Regions from separate parts of the Danio rerio genome. Here region 1 is linked to region 2. The links are chromatin contacts, called in public HiCAR-type maps. All regions are on one chromosome and are shown on one strand. The core of a region is the stretch at or near the end of the contact, and the rest is flanking DNA. Distances in the headings are between cores, read along the strand shown. Region 1 has its middle 17 kb from the start of zgc:101564. Region 2 overlaps srgap2 (SLIT-ROBO Rho GTPase activating protein 2).

The links. HiCAR-type assays count read pairs that join an accessible place to other places.
Region 1: a HiCAR-type map of caudal fin shows a contact between it and region 2, with 4 times the contacts expected there. The contact joins two enhancer-like sites. A contact is called at or near these places in 6 of 18 Hi-C or Micro-C datasets (caudal fin, embryo, fibroblasts and 1 more) and 1 of 4 datasets of contacts at active chromatin or transcription factors (caudal fin).

The regions. Positions count from the first base shown.
Region 1 is chr11:23,699,662-23,702,800 of GRCz12tu, forward strand. No RefSeq gene overlaps it. Among named protein-coding and RNA genes, the nearest start is that of zgc:101564, 17 kb to the left of the region's middle. Within about 2 kb of position 1,505, at least 2 of the 62 cell types and tissues checked have an H3K27ac peak or open chromatin away from gene starts, as enhancers often do. A contact at or near this core is called in caudal fin, where this site is marked.
Region 2 is chr11:23,520,277-23,523,090 of GRCz12tu, forward strand. It overlaps srgap2 (SLIT-ROBO Rho GTPase activating protein 2), which reads right to left. Exons shown (of 23, transcript NM_001048235.1): 18 at 1,973-2,197. Among named protein-coding and RNA genes, the nearest start is that of ikbke, 23 kb to the left of the region's middle. Within about 2 kb of position 1,370, at least 1 of the 62 cell types and tissues checked has an H3K27ac peak or open chromatin away from gene starts, as enhancers often do. A contact at or near this core is called in caudal fin, where this site is marked.

The sequences.
Region 1 (3,139 bases), core at 255-2,754, 180 kb after region 2:
TATAGTTTGGGCACCCCTGGCTTAAACTCAACCTCTTAGGGGATACTACATTAATTGATAAACAAAGGGTTAATTGAGATTTGTTGGCTAGACCTATAGCTGCCATAAAATAACTTTGAGGGCAGTATATTTGGTGATGATTGACCTACTGTACTTTGTTTTATGTAAAAGCATTGTAAAAACCCAATAAACATCCATTCATTCATTTTCTTTTCAGCTTAGTCCCTTTATTAATCTGCGGTCGCCACAGCGGAATAAACCACCAACTTATCCAGCACCTGTTTTAAGCAGCGGATGCCGCAACCCATCTCTGGGAAACATCCATACACACTCATTCACACTCATACACTACGGACAGTTTAGCCTACCCAATTCACCTGTACCACATGTCTTTGGACTGTGGGGGAAACCGAAGCAACCGGAGGAAACCCACGCGAAGGCAGGGAGAACAATCTAACTCCACACAGAGACGCCAACTGATCCAGCCAAGGCTCGAACCAGCGACCTTCTTGCTGTGAGGTGACAGCACTACCTACTGCGCCACTGCGTCGCCCCCAATAAACATAGTGTTGGATATTTATGAATTTGCTTATTTCTTTTACGCTAACATATTTAAGTATTTATCTTGGTATAAATGTTTGGTAATTAATTCATTTAATTTATTCATTTATTAATAATTTAGCACTTTCACAGACCCTCAAAGCACCTTACTGCTAGAATATTAAACATATTTGGTGTCAATAAATCATAATTTGTGTCATATTTGATTTACCTCCCCAGTGTATCAGGTTTTTATTCATTCATTTACTTTTCAGCTTAGTCCCTTTATTAATCTGGGGTTGCCACAGGGGAATGAACCGCCAACTTATCCAGTATATATGTTTTACAAAGCGGATGCCCTTCCAGCTGCAACCCATCACTGAGAAACATCTATACACAAACAATATAGACAATTTAGCCCACCCAGTTCACCTATACCACATGTTTTTGGACTTGTGGGGGAAACCAAAGCACCCGGAGGAAACCCACATGAACATGGGGAGAACATGCAAACTCCACACAGAAATGCCAACTGATATAGCCGGGGCTCGAACCAGTGACCTTCTTGCTGTGAGGCGATTGTGCTACCCACTGTTCCACAGTGCTGCCTGTGTCAAGTATTCATGCCCATAATCTCAAAAGAGCAAATATGAAAAGATGAGAATGTTTATTAACTCTTAACTCTTTATTAACTCTTAAATTGAAACATTTCAGCTTTACACCAAACCACATTCCTGACTAAAGTTATTTTCCACTTCAGATTAAACTGACATTTCTCTAGAAAATGCTGACTTACTTTAGCTGTGATAAATTATAATAACTGTTCAGACACATCGTAACTTGAACAACACCTTTCAGTATTTGAGGCTCATCTATCAAAACAGTCTTTGTTTTTATTTGCACCCTTCCACACCTTAGTAATTCATTTGTCAAGCAGCTCTTTGTGTGTGTGAACACTTCCTGACAAACGCAATCAGGAGCATGAATGTTAAAAATTATATATTGCGCAACATAATGATACCACCACACCAAATGTTTAGTCTTGCCACTTTCATCTTGTTAATGGATAAAATCACATGCTGTCGAGCACAAAACTGGCTTGTGTGCTCAATCTAAACTGGAAATAACAAATCAGAAGAGACAACACACATAACATTTTGCTTGTTGTGGGCGATGCAGTGGCACAGTAGGTAGTGCTGTCGCCTCACAGCAAGAAGGTCTCTGGTTCGAGCCACGGCTGGTTCAGTTGGCATTTCTATGTGGAGTTTGCATGTTCTCCCTGTGTTCGTGTTTCCTCTGGGTGCTTTGGTTTCCCCCACAAGTCTAAAGAAATGTGGTACAGATGAATTGGGTAAACTAAAATTGTCTGTAGTGTATGTGTGTGAATGAGAGTGTATGAGTGTTTCTCATTGATAAGTTGTAAAAACATACTGGATAAGTTGGTGGTTCATTCTACTGTGGCGACCCCAGATTAACAAGTCGAAAAGAAAATGAATGAATGAATTATAATTTGTTGTTGAATGTGTACAGTTTCAATTGTATTTATATATTTTATATATTATATATTTATATATATAATATATATTTATTATATATTTCTATCAGATATGCTCACTTAATTTTATTTTTTATTTTATTTAATTTTTTATTTCATTTTTTGCTTTGCTTTGGTTTGCTTTGATTTGCTTTGCTTTGCTTTGCTTTGCTTTGCTTTGTTGCTGTAATGATTAAACTTTTCAAGTTCTGAAAGTTACTTCAACTCAAAAGAAAATTCATATTAAGAGATTCAGGCAAACACTTTAAAGCAAACACTTTTCTCTATGATGGTGACTTTAGTCTATGTGGTCCTCATATGTTTTATGATAACTGGGCCACATTTGCCATATCTTCTCTGAGCTGCTTTAAGCTCAAAGCCACATTAGCCAGAGCGAACTATGCCAAATATTTGCCAAAAGTGGCCCAAATTTGTTTCAGGTTAACTGGGCCACTATAGGCTAACGGCTGCATTAGCCAGAGTTTACTGTGCTGAATATTTGCTAAAAGTGGCCCACGTATGTTTTAAAATAACTGGGCCACATTAGGCTCACAGCCGCAGTAGCCAGAACTTACTGTGCCAAATATTTATCAAAGACGGCACATATATGTCTTAAGATGGCTGGGCCACATATGCACTTACACGTGTGAGCTACTTTATAGGCTTAGACCCAGATTACCCTTAAATGACTGTGCCACATTTTTGCCAACTGTGGAACACATTTGTCCTCTATTATTTGGGCCAAATTTATCATTTTTCACATGGTCGACATTAGGCTGACATTCAGATTACATTTTGCCATAAATGCCAAATCTTTGCCCTAAATGGCCCATATATGAATTTTAATCTTTGGTCCCCCTTTGCCATTGTACAGGGGGGTCACTTCAGGCTCACATTCATTTTGTCTGGGCTGAAGGAAATACCACCAGTGCCACATAACTGCCTAAAGTGGCCCACATTCGCAAGCTATCTGGGGTGACATCAGCCATATGTTACTAGACAACACACCACACACACTACAGCTGATTGGTGGAGGGTAAAGTCTAGATAGAATACAGCTGCGGA
Region 2 (2,814 bases), core at 120-2,619:
GGAGATTGACTGACAATGGTCTATAGCAAATCAGGACGCAGAACACAATGTGCTGTAGAAAAAAAAACATGTCAAAACGCATGAAAGAAATCTGCGGAACTGCTAGGCTGCAAAAAATGAACCGCGTAATAGCAAGGGACCACTTTTATTTTTAATTTATAACATTTTATGAGTTATTCATTAAGAAATCAATGAATACTTTCCAAATCGATCTGGTGAGTTTTCATTTCACAAAATATATCACAGTAAAACAAAATATCACATTGTCATAATTTTCCAATATCGTGCAGCCCTAATATAATATAATATAATATATACATATATATATATATATATATATATATATATATATATATATATATATATATATATATATATATATATATATATATATATATATATATATATATAGTCTTATTTTTTTGTTTGGCTGGAATAAGGAAAAATATATGTATGTATATGTTTGTTTTTTTCCAATTGGCTACAAAACAACCCACTGTTGTCTAATGACCTGCCTAATTAACCTCGTATAGCCCTTATATTACACTTTAAGCTGAATACTTGAAGAGTTTAGATGCAAAAACCTCTAAAAGCCATCTGATATTTCTAAAAAACTTTCTAAAATTAGCATTTTTCTCCGGCTTTTGTGTGTAGGCTCAGTCATTTTACTTTTATTCATTCATTTATACATTCATTTTCTTTTCGGTTTAGTCCCTTTATTAATCTGGGGTCGCCACAGCGGAGTGAAACGCCAACTTATACAGCACATGTTTGATGCAGCGGAACAGCAACCTTCTTGCTGTGAGACAACAGTACTACCTACTGCGCCACCGCGTCAACCCATTTTACTTTTATAGTGACGAATAAGTTATTTACATTGCCTTTAGAGTGAAACAACTGAACATAAACATAGGAGGCTGACAAAAATGATCATTTAAGGAGGACATTTCAGATGGCATTTAGAGATTTTTGCATCAGAACTCTTCACTTGTATCTTGCAAAGTAACTAGTAAAATATTATTTATTGTAACTACGAAAAATACAAATGCATATTCAAAATTAGTTATTAAAAATAATTATGTTTAAAAATGTATTGAAAAAATCTTCTTTCTGTTAAACAACACTTGTGAAATACTTTAAAAAAGAATAAAATAATTGTAATATTTATATAGACACATGCACATATACAGTATAATGTAAATGTGTCTTGACTTGACGTGACTCAAAGCCTCAGGAAAGCAAAAGGAGATTCTTACTAAACCCTAAAAGCTAAAAACACATCATCTCAGCAGCTCAAAGTCTTAATTACACCACCCATGCAATCCAAACAATCCTGTGAATCAAAACCACAAGAAATGAGCCACGTCTCTAAGCCTGCATCTCACATCCAGACACGTTGCTTTCTATTTACGGTGACAGCAATCTAAAGTCACTTCCTCTTCAACATCCAAAGCATTTATTAAAAAGCTCCAGGAGGGCATTTCATTAGCACTTAGCCTTAAGCTTGGAGGATAACCTTGGCTTTAATCGAAAACGGACTGCTCATGATGATGTTTTACGAGTCTGGTGTTCTTTTGGGAGACTACTTTGTGTGCTGACACATGCTGAGAGTCAGAAACGGATCTGTGTCTTCAACCCTTGAACTGACGGCTTGAATGAGCATAATATATGTAGGAAGTAAACTTTAAAAAGCAACCGACTCCCAGTAGGGCTCTGTTGCTCTTTATAATGTCTCTTTATCTTTATAAAGCTCAATTCATCACGTCTAACCGGTTGTGCATTAAATCAAGCCTGTCTGATCAACTCATTTCTGGTTTTGTGGTTGGGCTGAGCAGCTGCTTCAATAAAACGTGGGGCCAAAATTCACTGCCAATGAATTCTGCCAAGATTATGTGCCTCGTTTTCATGCTTTTCTCCTTTATTTTGTGTGTGAGTGTGTTTTTGAATTCCCTCACAAGGAGTCTAGACTCACCAGTATTCCTCAGGGGCTCCTCCACGGTCGTAGACGGGGCCCTCCAGCTCACGGGGCCCTGGAAAGATGCTCTCGTGGTGGATAATAATGGTTTTGATGAGCTCGTTCACATGTGCCTGGCAGGAGACCTGATCGTGGCCCTCAGGAACAGACATGAGTGTGGGGCCGAAGCAGATAGCCAGGTTGTAGGGGTCCATCATGTTGTCGTCACTGTACTGAGACAGACTAATAAAAAACGAAAGAAAGAATATTTTAATAACATTTTGTTAACACAATGGATTTGAAATGAAACAAACAAGATGTGCATTAACTGCAGACTCTTAGATTTAACCTCTTAGGGCTTAGTGGCCACATACGTGGACAGCACATTTTAGCTCTTGAGTGATTATTTAAAATGCTTTGAATGTTTTATATTTTGTTACAGACATACAGTGTCATCCTGCAACTGTTTTGCAGCATATGAAATGTCCCAAACACTATTTTAACTGTCCAAAATAGGGGAAAAAAAGTTTTTACTCTGATAGTCAAAACACATTAAAACATTTTTTCTTTCAGGAAAAAGTGTTTTATGTAAATTGGGACTATGAGTCCACATATATGGGCATAATTTTCCTCTAAGAGTACATCATATCAAAAGATGATACTTTTTTTTTATTCTAATTAGGTTTCAATAAGCCCAAATAGCAAAGATAAATAAAAAATGCTTGTAAAAAACACCTTGGGCCTTTGGAGGTTAAAAAAAATGTATGGCAATCAACATTTTTATTAAATACTTTGCACTTGATTAGCAACATAATTTGTAAGCCACCTTTGACTAATTCAATTTTAGTTAATATTATATT